Linked DNA regions of Mus musculus: region 2 is linked to region 1. The links are chromatin contacts, called in public Hi-C maps. All regions are on one chromosome and are shown on one strand. The core of a region is the stretch at or near the end of the contact, and the rest is flanking DNA. Distances in the headings are between cores, read along the strand shown.

Evidence for each region. A called contact is a pair of places that touch in the nucleus more often than the background predicts.
Region 2: a contact with region 1 is called in a Hi-C map of beige adipocytes, with 4 times the contacts expected there. The contact joins two enhancer-like sites. A contact is called at or near these places in 19 of 484 Hi-C or Micro-C datasets (the HPC-7 cell line, the MC3T3-E1 cell line, the Patski cell line and 15 more), 5 of 115 datasets of contacts at active chromatin or transcription factors (CD8 T cells, embryonic basal ganglia, embryonic stem cells and 1 more) and 4 of 9 other capture datasets (adipose tissue, embryonic stem cells, liver and 1 more).

Annotation. Positions count from the first base shown.
Region 1 is chr3:138,756,644-138,764,309 of GRCm38.p6, reverse strand. All of the region lies in intron 1 of Tspan5 (tetraspanin 5), which reads right to left. Among named protein-coding and RNA genes, the nearest start is that of Tspan5, 18 kb to the right of the region's middle. Within about 2 kb of position 3,534, at least 69 of the 459 cell types and tissues checked have an H3K27ac peak or open chromatin away from gene starts, as enhancers often do. A contact at or near this core is called in adipose tissue, beige adipocytes and embryonic fibroblasts, where this site is marked.
Region 2 is chr3:138,903,397-138,911,062 of GRCm38.p6, reverse strand. Tspan5 (tetraspanin 5) reads right to left here. Exons shown (of 8, transcript NM_019571.5): 8 at 6,630-7,666. Among named protein-coding and RNA genes, the nearest start is that of Tspan5, 170 kb to the right of the region's middle. Within about 2 kb of position 4,517, at least 68 of the 459 cell types and tissues checked have an H3K27ac peak or open chromatin away from gene starts, as enhancers often do. A contact at or near this core is called in adipose tissue, beige adipocytes and embryonic fibroblasts, where this site is marked.

The DNA.
Region 1 (7,666 bases), core at 2,285-4,784:
TTCATTTTAAACCTGTATTATATATTATCCCTCTCGGCGAGGGGGGGGGGGTGAAGAGTCCCAGTACAGATGGCAAGTGCATGTAGAACTCACAAAGAAATGCACTCAAAATTGCTCTGAACCAAGGACTAGCCTTGGCTCCGCCCAGCTGAGCGACTGAGAATCAATCATCAACTCGTCCCTAACGTGCCTCAGGTGAGCTCTGAGGTGAGCTCTGAGGCCTTCTCCAACAGCATGGCTGAGTGCCTGAAAACAACTTACAAATACCAGACACAGATTTCGAGATCTCTCTGGCCCTGTTTCATCAGAGGCCCACTGCTGTCAAGACAGGCCGTTGCTGCCTCGTGGTAGGAGCACCTTGCTAGGACACTCCCATCTGTTCTTAAGGGCCAGGCATCTGGCTAACCCTGCATTTTTGCCTCAGATGGGCTACAGCTTGTCCCTGAAGGGGCTGCCCACACTCCTGGTGTCAGACTCCTTTTCTACGACCAAGAATCAATCACACTTGGGCTCAGCTTCAATCTCATCCAACACAGGACGCAATTCCTGAAGGTACTGTGGTCTGTCTCCTTTGCTTGCCTGGAGGCACACTGACACACAGAGAAGTATCTAAGATGACATCCTTGCCGCTAAGAAACCTGACCAGCTATGAGGCACTACCAACCCTCGCCTTCCCAACCATGTTCTCTGTGGAGGAGGCCCGTGTAAGTATGTTCTATGCAGGACTTATGTGAGCACATCTAACTGGGTATAAAAGCTGTACACAGGATAACCAGACAGGTCTAGATTTGACTTTACCCCATAGACAAGGTAATAAATTAACTGGCGTCTGCTTTTTGAACCCTGAAAGAAGCTGGGCGTTGGTGGCACACGCCTTTAATCCCAGCATTCGGGAGGCAGAGGCAGGCGGATTTCTGAGTTCGAGGCCAGCCTGGTCTACAAAGTAAGTTCCAGGACAGCCCGGGCTACACAGAGAAACCCTGTCTCAGGAAAAAAAAAAGAAGAAGAAGAAGGAGGAGAAGGAGGAGGAGGAGGAGGAGGAGGAGAAGGAGAAGAAGAAGAGGACGACAAAGATTTCTGGACCAGGCACTAAGGACTTACCATACAGAGCACAGGAGGCAGCAGGAACATCATTCTGGCCTGGGTTCTCTTTGCTCTAAAGGTCAAAGGTGAATGCTGTCCATGCAGTGGGTAGGCATCATAGCTGAGGAGCAATGTTTGGGATTCTGGGGCCCCACTGTCCACAGAGGCTGCTCTTTGTCTGGAGAAAGACATTACATCATGTCTGAAGGATGAAGGCTGCTCCCTATGAACAACCAGAGCAATGGCCCAGGTAAAGCTCACTCTCACTACAACCGCCAGGAACGCTGTCCAAGAAATCACCCAATGCCTGTGTGGGCTTCCAAACATAGATGAGTATCCCTCTGCAGCTCCCAATCTCAGCCATTGCTTCTCACGAGCCTCAATACACTCTTCCCATCACGGCAGCAAACAGTAAGGCCCTTCCTGGAAAGGGGCTTTGACATCCACAAGACACAACTCCAAGAAGCAAGCACGTCCCTCGGTGTGGTAACCAACCTCAGCTTTGGCTTCTCATCTCCCTCCCCAGCCCACTTTTTCACCTTTAGAACTTTTGTGAAGAGGCAGAGGATGGCCTCAGACTAGGTAAGGGTTGAGCTACAGGAATCTCCTATGTCAAGGAAGGAACAGAAATCGTCTATGACAGTTCAGAAGGTGAAAATCAATCCAAACTCTGCTGCAGATGCTCACAGCACAGAGCAGGAGAGTTATCTTTTACTATAGCATCCATGTTTTCCCTTTAGACCTAGAATTTTACCTCTCAGACAACTAAAAATACCAGAGCCCTTAATGTTCGGCAGCTCGTAGACACCTCTTGTTTAAAACTATTTTTAAAATTATAAGCATACAAGTGTAAATTCAATTAAGAGAATGTAATAATCTGGATGAATTATATGCTAATAAACTAAGTAATTTCATAAGCATACCTATTTGTGTATAGCAATTTTTTTGTAGTGGGGGCCAAATGGATGCTTATTTTGTTCCTTAATGAAAAAAAAAATTACTTCAAATTTAATTAAATTATTTCAATGGATAATTATTACTCAGTATATTTTAAGCAGTTTTTAGGCATACTTATGTATATTTAATTGTAATTATAATGCGGATATAAATGGCCTCAAAAGGACCCCCTAGCTGGGAAAATAATTTAGTTGGTAAAACGCTTGCTACACAAACATAGGGAACCTAAGTTTGATTCCCTAAAAGCCACTTTAAAAAAACAAAGAAAAAAAAAGCTAAGTACAGTGGTACACATTTGCAATCCCAGTACTCACAAGGCAGAGACAGGAGATGTCTTGTATGCCAGTGCAACCTAACTGGTGAGTTCCATGCCAGGGAGAGACCCAGTCTCAGAAAACAAGGTGGACGGCGTCTGAGATATGACGTCCACGTCACACCCATGCACGCCGGGGCACCTACACACACAATGCGCACACACAGGGTCCCCACGTAAGAGGAAAGCTCGGTGACAGCACAGAAGCAGACCGTCGCAACACATGGACACGGTGAGAGCATGTGGCAGCTGTCCCCAGGCCAAACCTTACCATCTACTAGCCAAGGAAAAGGATGGACTTCCAAGATCCTTCCGTGGGAGCAGGACAATGGAAAGCAAGCTTGAAAAGTGACAGATTCCATCCTTCAGGGAACACATCCTAAACCTGACAACACCCTTCTCAAGGGACAGAGACCCAGAGCACACCGTGACAGTGGGGTACTTTCTGGAAGTCCCTGTTCACCTGCACTCCTTAGCATGCTGGTGTCTGGGGTGACCCTAAAGATGTTGCCTATACATACTCACACAGGTAGGAGTGTCAGGGCCTACATCTGAGCCCAGGCTGTCTTTTACCCACTGCAACATTCTCGGCCTAGCCTGGGATGGGGAGGGAACAATGGAAATAAAGAGATGTCTGTTTTTCACAGACTATGTTTTTAATCCTCTCTGGAGCTCAGCAGTGCAAAACAAACAACCAAGATTCCACAGATATTTGCACTCCATAATAAAAATACAAAACAGGACATATGTGAACTCAGAGATGCTTTATCACCCCACATCCTCAAACACCTAATAGCTTTCTTAAATATTGGAGACAACAATCTCAAACAACGCCTGTGCGATCCGGCCTAATCTACTCAATATGCAGCTTAGGCGCCAACTAATTGTGTTTCTGCTAACTTAACAGCTGCATATGGAGTCCATATGAGGCAGAAGTTTCTTGGCCGCTCATTCCAAAGCATGAGAGTAATACATAATAAATAACCTGAATAGTTACTTAACATAAGCAAGGTTGATGTTAATCAAAATGACTGAGCCAAAACTGTCAAGTCGAGCCAAATGGAGTGAGAGAACGGGGACTTGGCAGCTCGGGTGATTCGGCGCTCAGGCATCCTACCAATAGCACTGCCAAATGCCACCTTCACCCCAGATCAGTGTGTAAATGGTATACAGACATCCTCACCACTGGCCAGGCTAAAACCTGACCCGTGAGCGAACCCACAGGGACTCTGACTGTCCTCTCTGCACACTGCCCCTACAAGTAAGGCTGAGGGCATCTCAGACCTATAAAATGAAAAGCTGCCAGAAAAAAAGAGCTCTGTCCCCTGTTTTATAACTTACAGCCGGAGAATAAAATCCATCCTTAAGAGGAGATTGCAGAAAGATGACTGGTAGGTAACAGAGACTAGAGGATTTTTCACGTCCTTTTCAACATGCAAGTCTTAAGGTTACATAATCAGGTCTGCAGAAGGCCAATTAAAGCACGGTTCCTTCCAGTACTCTGCCCTAAATAGACCAACTAAAGAACAACGGATTAAATATTTGCACAGCCATTTCTGTTCAAAAGAATCCCAATCCTCTATTCTGTCTGCAGCAGGCTAGCCTTTTTATTTTGAAGACTAAGAGGGGTTTAGCCTCCCTTAAGAAGATTCCCTGCCTCCTCGATCCTGGAGTTAAAGTCAAAGAAAGAACGGGGCAAGAGAAGGAAAATTCCATGGGAAGGAACTTCAAAATTAAAACTGTGTTTTGAAAGGTGCAATAAAGAATGGGCTGTTATCCCCAGCTGTGACGCAACAATCTCCCACAGTTCAGGGTGAGATGATTATACATATCATACATATACTTTCTGACCCATCTACAAATGAGAAACACAACAGGGTTCTTCCTGTGTGCACTGTAAATATCGAAGCTGATCTCTAGCCTTATGTTGAACTTCAAAAGATTTCATTTCATCAAGTCTGGTAGCTCATGCCTATAATTCCGTCACTGGGAAGGCTGTGACACAAAGACTGCCATGAGTTAAGAGACCAGCCTGAGCTAACTTGTCTCAAAAAAATAAACAAAACGTCCCATATAGTTTGAAATGTTATAGTATGCTATGATAAAGACATTTTATTCTCTTAACATGGATAAAAATATTTAAAGGTCACATATCAGTCATTCAGATAATTACTGTACATATCTACGAAAAGACAGCACATATCTATATTTAAGACAATCCAAATATTGAAATTGCTATTTAACAGCCATCAGTGACACATGTCTGTATTTAAACTAAATAATCATATATTTTACAAAAGTGTAAGAGATATTTCCAGGTCGCTTTGGTGCCTTCCACTCATTTCTACAATGTTGATTCTTCATCTTAAGGAAAAATAGAAGTAAAACACTATTTCAAACTCTTATACAGCTGTTTCAAACTCTCACCAGATAGCAATTGAAGAACACTCTAAGCATGCAGCGAGAATACCAAGAATGGTTAAATTTTGCAGACCTAAGGAAAAATGAAGATGCCATATACACCCAGGCAGCTCTTCACTCTTGATTCTCAAGACCAGCAGGCAAAGCAAAAGGAGCCAGAACCAAAGGAGCACTGGTCTCCTTAGGATTCCTGCTATGACATTCAAAATCTAGGAAGGCTGTAGAGCTGCTCCCCTTGAGCTGTCACAGGGACAGTGGCTGTCATTCCCCAGCTAAGTGGGGCACAACCAAGGCAACAGAGAACTAGGAAATCCCAGCTACAAGGTTCAGCACAGAAAGTCATAGTCAGCGGCTCAAAAAAGGAAGAGATGAGAGCTATTGTTTTGCAAAGCTCCTTATCACTGGCCATTCCTTCTCTTAAAAGTACACAGTTTCTCAAATGCCTGCAGGAGGTTTATTGATTTTCCTTTCTTTCCCTCTTTCTGGTTGACTGAAACCAGTGTTTATTCACAAGGCATTGCTCTGTATGCTGAAAACACTTATTCTCAATGTTGTCCTGAGGGGGAAGACGCTAGTAAAGGCAAAACAAACGCTTAAAGGGTAGTGATGTAGCAGTATCCACTTCAAAGTGAGGCTAAAGTCATAGCCTCACGGATGACTAGAGAGAAACTCTAAGATGACTGGCTGGCTAGCTGGCTCACTGGATGGATAGATGGATGGATGGATGGATGGATGGATGGATGGATGGTGGATCATAATTGTCTGGATGGATGGATAGATGGTGGGTTGGATGGATGGATGGTTCATAGTTGTCTGGATGGATGGATGGACGGATGGTTCATAGTTGTCTGGATGGATGGATGGATGGATGGATGGATAGATGGATGGTTCATAGTTGTCTGGATGGGTGGATGGATGGATGGTTCATAGTTGTCTGGATGGATGGGTGGATGGATGGGTGGATGGATGGATGGATGGATGGATAGATGGATGGTTCATAGTTGTCTGGATGGATGGATGGATGGATGGATAGATGGATGGTTCATAGTTGTCTGGATGGGTGGATGGGTGGATGGATGGTGGGTTGGCTGGATGGCTGGGTAGTTGGTTGGTTTTGTGCAGTTGTTTGCTGCTTTCAGCATTTGGATAGAAGCTTCCAGTTCCAGTTGAACCCAATGAAAGTATTACTAGGATTATGAGCATCCTTACTTCAAAATTCTATCCATGTTTTTATATTGCTTTCCCAATAGAAAAGCACACAATAATTATCCTGTTCCTTAAAAGTGCATCAAATAACAAGATTTAAGCCATGTTGAACTCAACCATAAAGTAAACAGGAGAAGGTGGAGCCTCCTAAGACAGACTGCAGAAACATTTAAGGTTGACTTCCTGTGAGTCTGAGATACACCCCCAAATTATTTTCCCTTTGTACCTCAACTCTAACTACTCAGTGACCAAGGGTTCACAAGTTTTCAGAAGTCGAGGAGACTTCTGCTTCCCAAGCCCAGCACTCTAAAGAAACAGAATACGCGAAAGACAAACATGTTAACACATTCTACAAACAGGGCACCTCCAGAAACTGTGACTTTCAACTCATAAACACATATGGCCTTGCAAACTGCTTAAACATGGAATTTCCCAAAGGAAGATTCTGAGAGATGTGGGGTTCCAGAGGAGACAACTTCAAACCATGGCCATAAATTACCTTGAGTGGGGATGCTCTTTCCTCTCCGTTTTATTCATTCTTTGCTCTGATAAAGGAGATATTCTTCAACTGGTGCCAAACTGCCAAATACTCTTACACCTGTTAACTTCCTCTATAACAAAGGAAGCAAGCCTGGGCCTCGGCCTGCCAGCAATTCCCAACAGCTACCTACAAGTGAATAGGCCATGTTTTTGTCATTGTGTGCCTCTGAGTAGAGATTTTTTTTTTAATTTTCCCCTTCTTAAATAGTATATTTAATGTTTAAGCACAGAATTGACTTAAAAGAAAAAAAAACTTGAAATGGGCGGATCCTTGTGACTCAAAATGTCATTATCAAACAGGAAGCATCAAGGGGGAGATTGCTCAAGGTACATGCCACATCACAGGCCCCTTTCTTGACTACCAAACCCAAGTATGGGTTACGGGAGTCTCATACACCATGCAGGCACCTGAAAGACTCTGTGAAGACACAAGTTTGTCCAAGGCCATGCTACTCTTACAATGATTGGCCCTTGGAGGTTGCACTTGGAATCATAGGGAGTAAGATTCCTAGAGATGATAGGGTTCCAGAGGACAAAGTACAGGGTCTTCGGCACACCTTCTACATGGCAACCCAGGAGCAAGGTTCTTTATGCCTCCAGCCTTGCATGAACTGTGATGCCTTTTCTGCCAGGGTTAAGGGAGACCGTGGTGAGCTGGTGAGCTATGGCAGCCAGTGCCTTCCATGTCAGCCAGCCATATTGAGATACAAGTGCACAGCACATCTCATTTAAGTACCAGAGAAGCCAGTCAGTCCATCACTCATTCACAGAGATGAGTGGCCCAATCCTTCGGTGATGTGGGTGGTACAGGCCAAAGCCTAACTGGGCGTCACTTGAAAGGGCACATGAGGGTTAACTCACAAGTCATTGCTATCTCTGGCAGGGTGTTCATTCTCATGACATGAAGAATGCAGTGTGTGTGTGTGTGTGTGTGTGTGTGTGTGTGTGTGTATGTGTATGTGTGTGTGTGATAAAACATGGCACTGATATGTAGTGTTTACATTACAATAAAAAGCTAGAACTATAGTCAGGCCACCTAGAGAGCTTTAGAATCCCCACATTTAGGAGACGCTAATAAAGTACTTTCAATCCCCATCCTACACCCTGATACTAAATGTCAGGCTTAGTAGCAGAGCTGAGCTTCTG
Region 2 (7,666 bases), core at 3,268-5,767, 150 kb before region 1:
TCTCTCTCTGCGTGTCTCTCTCTGTGTGTGTCTCTCTCTCTGTGTGTCTCTCTCTGTCTCTGTCTCTCTGTCTCTATACCTCTGTCTCTGTACCTCTCTCTCTCTCTCTCTCTCTCACCCACACCCCCCCCACACACACAGACTCATACACAGAGTAAAAAAATTAACTTTTACTGTAAAACTTTATATATCGTGTGGCTCCAGTTTGTACAGCTTTAACTATCAGTAGGTCATAAATCAGATTACTATATTACAGATTACAGTAACTATCATAAATCAGATTCTTTTAATAATTTGACTCAACCATTCCACTATCAGAATATCCAGAGCTACATGCAAAGTGTAGGCCATATAAGAAAGGGCATAGCATCTGTGCTCAGTTGTATAGAGCTGCAATCGATTAACCGTTGATGGGTGGCAGCCTGCTACATGCTAGCTAGCTACTCCACACCAATGGCTGTCAATCATTTTGGATTCTGGGCCTTTTCACTCTTTTAAAGACGGCTAAGGGCCCCGAAGAGCCCTTGTTTGTGTGGAATTTCTGTGAATATTATGCTAGAAATCAAAATGGAGAAAGATTAAAAACACTGAAAATTATAAGCCCAGCCCCGCTTTGCCCTAAGAGTGGACGTCACTGCCCTCCACCATCTCTGAAGACCTCAACATTCTCAGAATGAGTAACAACGGCAAAGCGGAGACCAAATGGTTTAGCATTAGAAGACAGATTAAACCCTGGGAGCTCTTGCACGTTAAAAATTGCAAAAAGTCCATCCATGGACCAAATTTTGAGAACACAATCCACTTGCACACTATGCAGGCTAACATACTATCACTACATAAACTATCCTCACTGACACTGAAAAAAAAATCTGATTTAATGAAATCAAAACATTAATAGACATGATTGTACCTCCACTATGTTTGGTCCTCCTGCCTCTTAGGTGCTGGAATTACAGGCAGGTGTGGCCACACAATCCCTCTTACTCTACAACTTAAAAGCAGAATTCGTAAAAAGTCAACCTCTAGTACTACACTTACTTGTTCTTTTGATTTTTCTGCATTGAGATTTTTTTTTAAACTTTTGCAATCCAATCCCAGCTAAGCAGTAAGGAGACAGCAGCAAAGGTGGCCACCAATAAGGTACTCACGCTTTTGTTTCTTTGTTCCATGCTGAGCATTGAGCCAGGGCCTTGTGCATGCTGGGTATGCATTCCACCACTCAACTATCCCCTCAGTATCAATCTCAGACAGGCCAACCAGAGTTGTCTGCAAACCATAGCACGGCTCACTTGGAGCTTGGTAGAACTGTGACTCTCCAGCCCCATTAAGAACTCCTGAGTCAGAACCTGTGCTCAGAACCTGCTAATCCCTGTTCATTACCACCACCATCTTTTTAAGTGGGAGCTTAAAAAGATGCCTGGGAGGGCTGGTGGGATATTAGTGCTCCCAGCTGACTCTACCATGCATGCAGAAAATGATACTTTAATGTTAAGATCTTAGTTCCCACCTTAGAGTAAAACTGAAACTCAAAGTAACCACAGCTGTGTACCACAGCAGTCCCCAGCATCCGCAACATGTGACAACCTCCCTGCCCGATCCTGGGTCCCAGGAATTTCAGGGGAACAAAGGATTTGGATGGAGAGAGGTGACTTAGTCCATTCATAGTACTTAAATAAGTGCCTTAGGTTGGTAATTTATAGACAACAAAAGCTCATTGTTTACAGTTCTGAAGGCTGTGCTGAAGTACCAGAAGTTGGGTGCCTGCTGGAGACTCAGTCCTTCCAGCACATTCCAGACCTTTGCACCTGTTAGAAGAGAGGAACACCTGCCCCCGGGGCCTCCTTCATAAAGGCATGGAGTCTACTCAAGACCAAGGGCTCCACACACACCAGTCACCTGAAGCCCTGCCCCTTGATACTGCTTCATCTGAAACACTTTCTTTGTGAGTGTTTTGTCTACGTGTGCACATTGTATGTGTGTACATCATGTGCATGCCTGGTATCTGTAGAAGTCAGAAGATGGCTCAGATTCCCTGGAACTGGAGTTAGAGTTAGGGGTGGTTGTGACCCACCATCCTTGGAATTGAACACTGGTCCTCTGCAACAGCAGTAGGCCAGTGCTCTTAACCGCTGAGCCATCAACTCAAGCTGGGGGGCACCTTTAAGGCAGAAAATTTTCAAGGATTTAGTTATCCAAGCCACAGCAGCTGTCTTCCCACCTATCTGCCCACTTGATTGGCAGATGTGTGAGGTAAGCGTAGTTACTATTTGAGGGGGGATGGGGTACTGGAACTTTTACTATTTTTGCCTTTAACAACACACCGTGATGGACAATTCTAGCAAATTTTTTCCGAATTGTTTTTTAAAACATTTCTGCAACATAGTGAGTCTGTTTCCTCACTGTCACATTGTCCTGGAAACTCTGTTTTTCATATTGCCTTCATTGCGAAGGAAATCACAACTGCCTGCCCATTGGTTCCAGTTTTACCTTCCCATGCTGGGTCCCCTACAACCCTTCCCTGGCCACACCTTCCCTTCCTGCCCGGAGTCTGGAAATCATAAGCTCCTCCTCCCGCCCCTGCCCCAGGTCTTATCTCATAGACCTCTTCCTTCTTGGAGCCTTTAGCAGTGGTTCTCAACCTGGGGTGTAAAGACCCCTTAGGGGGTCACGTATTGGGTGTTCTGCATATCAGATACTTACATTGTGATTCGTAACAACAGAATCAGAGTTATGAAGTAGCAAGGAAATAATGTAATGTTTGGCGTCACCACAGCATGAGGAGCTGTGTTAAAGGGCTGAAGTATTAGGAAGGCTGAGAGCCACTGCTGGCTTATTTGCCCCTGGAAAAATGGTAGTTCAACTCTTAACAAGTTTAAGACTTTTGGCCTGGGGTAATTCCACTTTGGTTTACAGTTCTGAAACTTTCCTGAGAGCCTGCAGCAGTGCCTGGAGTAGAATATACTTATACAACCATACGCTGTGGGGTCAAGGGACAGATGGGTTGTTGGCCCCAGTGGCTGCTTGCAACTGTTAGGGAACTACTGGGTTGTTTTGGTGACAACACAAGGAGACTGCAGAAGGCACCGATCATTTTATGGATGCGATCTTAATCATTGTAGCAGGTGGCTTTTAAGATTAAATACAGAATGCACTGCCATGATCTTAAATATAATAATGCATTCTTTATTTAACATACCCCAGAAAAGGTGGCAAGACTGGCCAGGCATAGTGGTGCACACCAGTGATTCCAGTACTTGGGAAGTGGAAGCCAGGGGAATGAGTTCAAATGCAGCATGAGTTACACAGCAAGCTGAAAGCTAACTAACCCAAGATATACACCAAGAGCCTATCTTAACAAAACTGGGACTCAGCAAGACATTACAAGAGCAGAAAGCAGACTGTTGTCATATACCGCACAGTGGTCAGCTGCCTCCAGTCAGCTGATGAGAACCTCAGGCTAGCTTCCTATCAGGAGGGTTCCCTGCACTCCGTGGACCTGAGTTTGAATCTCAGGGAATATAATATTGAAAGACACAGTTGAACCCATGATAAACTCCTAACATGTATAAGCCATGGTTTCTCCCGTCTCTAAAATCAAAGGTTGTAGCGAGAAGGTCTGAGCTTGTTGGCACAGCTCTTGGAAGCTTGATACAGGGAGATTGCTCCAAGTTTGAAGGCAGCCCGAGATACAGAACAAGGACTATCAGGCCTGTTGGAGCTAATTGATAACCTTTTGTGTTAAAGCAAAAGACCAAAACAAGATAGAAATCTTTGACCATTTCCGAAAAAGGAGATAGTAATTCTCAAATCAAAGCTAACACCACTAGATTCTCAATCAGTCTTGTTTTAACGGGAAGTCCAGGAAAGTCTGCTCCCTTTGTCCTGTACAGTCAGTGTTGAAGACCAGAGGTGCGGCTTAGGACCTGGATCATGGCTCACACAAACCCCTCCAGTGGGGATTCTATGCTCTGAGAGGGGATGCCGTTTATCATACCACCCCCACTAGGATGATAGGTGCCTGGAAGACATAGCACCCCCAGAGTGGCTGGTGAACACTTGGTGGCAGTGAATATCATCTTCTAGAAACTGCATCTGAGACGATACAGGAGGCAGGGCCAGCTTCCACCAGGCCTGCCAAACCCTGCTGCAACAAGGTAATAAAACGCCAGTGGCAAGATCAGCACCTAGATATTGATGAGAACAAGATGTCCCGTGCCTGGGTTCCCAGAACGAGACCCAGCTTTCAGGACTGTGAAGTAGGAACGCACCTACTCTTATTAAACACCTGCCCTCGGCCCATATCCATTTCCCAACGCAGATATTGATGAGAACAAGATGTCCCGTGCCTGGGTTCCCAGAACGAGACCCAGCTTTCAGGACTGTGAAGTAGGAAAGCACCTACTCTTATTAAACACCTGCCCTCGGCCCATATCCATTTCCCAACGCTGGAATGCGGCTTGCATCCATCCGCAAGGAACCTCCCTTCCAACACCAGCCAGCTGTGGTTCTCCGTGGCTGACACTAGAGGGCAGGCCACTAAAACTTTCCTGTCCTAATCGGCCCAGAAGTTCTTGGAGGTGAGGACCACATGGGTCGTTTGTTTTGCTGGACACTGGTTCTTTGTGGAACTCATGCATACCTTGTAAAACTATGTCTCCACCCGCTCTCTGACTTTTAAAGTACATTTACTTTAGCCCTTGTTTCTAGAAGTGGAGATGAAGGACCAGGGTGTCTAGCTCGGTCTAACTGGGAGGGGATGGCTCAACCTTGGGACAAAGGAAGCTGCAGGCCTCCAGAGGGAACCAATTAATTCCGAAAACCAAGAATGTCTTAAAAGCCACACTGTAATAGATTCTGCTGCTATGGCAAGTCTCTCAAAAATAAAATAAAATAATAAAATTAAAGGCTAGGGGAACATTAAGATGGTTTTGGTATCTTTAGAGTTTAGTTTCTGTCCCCTGCTTCCTGGATCCAAACATCTGATAACTGTGCCCCTAGTCATGTTTCCACTCTAAGTCACAACTCAGCCCTGCCTACAGCTACATTTGCTGTACATTAGTCTCCACTTGCTGACAGTGTCTCACAATTACCGTTCCCTGCTCCAGCTTCCTGGCCACAGTAGCCAGAGTTTATGGAGAAGTTCCCAGTCCTTCCTTGGAGGTCTGCACAGATTTCCCAAGAGAAGGAGCAAGCACCAATGTATAAATGGCAAAGCTTGCTGGGGAAGGCCTGCCAGGTCACTGGGCTCCGACCCCCATTGTTCGCCCACTGGCTTCCCAGGGCTCTTCTCCAAGAGAGCCGGAAACAGGCGCGCTGGGAGAGCCACACGCTGCAAAATGATTCCATTCCTGCCCACACAAACACCAGTCCAGAGTGAGCCAAGGCCTTTCCGAAGAAGCAAAAGCTTAGACCAGAGTAACTTCTAAGATGCTCCTGGAGGGGAGTCAGCCTGGGACCTGGGGCAGGAAGCGAACCCACAGAAATGTCAAGGGGGCTATACCCTGGGAAAAGAAACAGGAGTTTTCATCCACTCTCTGATGAGAAGTTCTGGTTTTTACTGTTCTTTTTTATGAATAGTAATTTTTAAGTATATATTACAGAAGCAATCTTTGTGGGAACCAGTAAACAATAGAAATTTTTTTTAAAAATGGTAATTTTCCCCAAAGTCCATGGTCTTTGCAAGGACAAAACTTCTGCTAGTTTTGAGCCTTGTAAACAAAGCACCATTGTAACTATAACCGCTCTGCTGCTGGCCACAGCATGGAGGGAATAACCAGGCCCCACAGCATCAGGTAAAGAGACATCAACAGGGCTTGCCCATCTTCAGTCCCCGACAAGTTTCTTTAAAATCAAAATAGGTCTGCTTTCTGTATCTGCTTTTCTTGAGGCCTTTCTCAAGTCTTAGGACACACTGTCCTGCCTGGTCTTAAAAGTGCTATGTGAAATGGAAGCTTTTCCTTACATTTGTTCTTAAAAAGTATCCTTCAGTAACACTTCACAAGAGAAAGACACTTACGCTGGTATTTTCCAGCAGGTTAACATGACAGTTTCCAGGGGCTGCTGGCAATTACTTTCTTATAAAAGCTGTAACTTTTATCTAGGTCCACTGTGTATTAAATGTTCATAAAGCTTAAGCATATATATGTATATGTGTACGTGTATATGTACACACACACACACACACACCAGAATGGCAGGGTCAGGGTCTGGGATCTGTGTTTTGTAATGTTCCCAAGGCATCTGAAACAAATAGAGGACAGTCCTTGAGACAGAGAACACCTACTTGCTGTGTCTGCCCACGTTTAGCAACTCAGAGGCTTAGCCCCTTACATCCACAAATTTCCCCTCCCTTCCGGGACTGATTGGTGTTTCTAAAAATCAATGTGTAGTCTCATCAGCATCTTAGGAGTTCACCAGTGCAAGTCCTCAAGCTGCATCCTGACCCACCTCCGTAGGAGTTCTGGAAATGATGGTGGTTTCAGGGCCATGGGATTGAACCCTAAGTTTCAAGCACACTGTACATGAGCTGTCCCCCTGGCCCCGGCCCTTTGTGTTTTAAGGAGACATTCCAGAGTGTTTTACAGTAACTTACATCTGAGAAATGATTCAGAAAAAGTAAGACGACGTGATCCCATGTAAGGTAGAACCGAGTTTATTAATGACAGCTTTTATTACAATCACTCTCGAGTGTAAAAAATAAAGGGTGATTAAAATTTAAAACTCGCTTGGGCTTGTGTTTTGGCTTTCACTGGATGTGCCACGGGGTGGGGATCCTGTCTGATTCTGAATCAATTGGCCAGATGCAGTTCACTGGAGAATGAGGTAATAAAGAAGACAGAAGTGCCAATCCGAGAGCACGAGTGTCCATGTTGAAGGACATCACAAGCGACGGCTGTGGTATGGACAGGGGTGAAGTCACGTGACCTCGCATCCACGTATGGAATGACTATCTCTACCTAAAAACAGACACCGATACAAACATGCAGAGCCACGTAAACCCAAGGAGTGCCTGACCTCCCTCTGAGCAGACAGCGCCCATCAGCCACGGCAACGCACACGTGCTGCGGAAATGGAAAACCGGGCTGCATGACGCAGACTGCTGGCTGGCCAATGGGGAGCTGCTTTTCGCAGAGGCTGGGGCCTTCCCAGCAAACCCACAAACTAAATCTGCTCCCCGTGAAAGCAACATCCAGGGGTTATCACAAGCTGGGGGTGGGGGGATCTGGGGCTAAAGTCCACCCTCCCAGTGGGCACGAGGCAGGAGAAGAACCTGAAGGTGGTTTTCCACCTAGCGTCACTGAACCCTGGCTGGGCTTCGGCGCAGCCCCTCAAATATTTGTGCTTTGTAACCACCCCGAGGTCACCTCAGCGAGCACATGCACTATACTAGGCTTGGTTTTTTATTTAATATACGACAAAACTAAAGTTGCAAAAAGGGAGGAAAAAGAAAAGAAAGAAAAACCTCATGAAATGCTTTTTGACTGTGTCAACCCTGCTTTGGAGCTGGGCTTTTCTACCACTCAATGGCGAATGGACAGAAGCTGAATTGGATGCCAGGAGAGACAGAGAGCCTGAGGGGCATACAAAGATGCGGCTAGGACAACACTCCACAACCACTCAAGGCTGGATACCTAGGACATAAACACTAAGGAACACGCTCAAATGT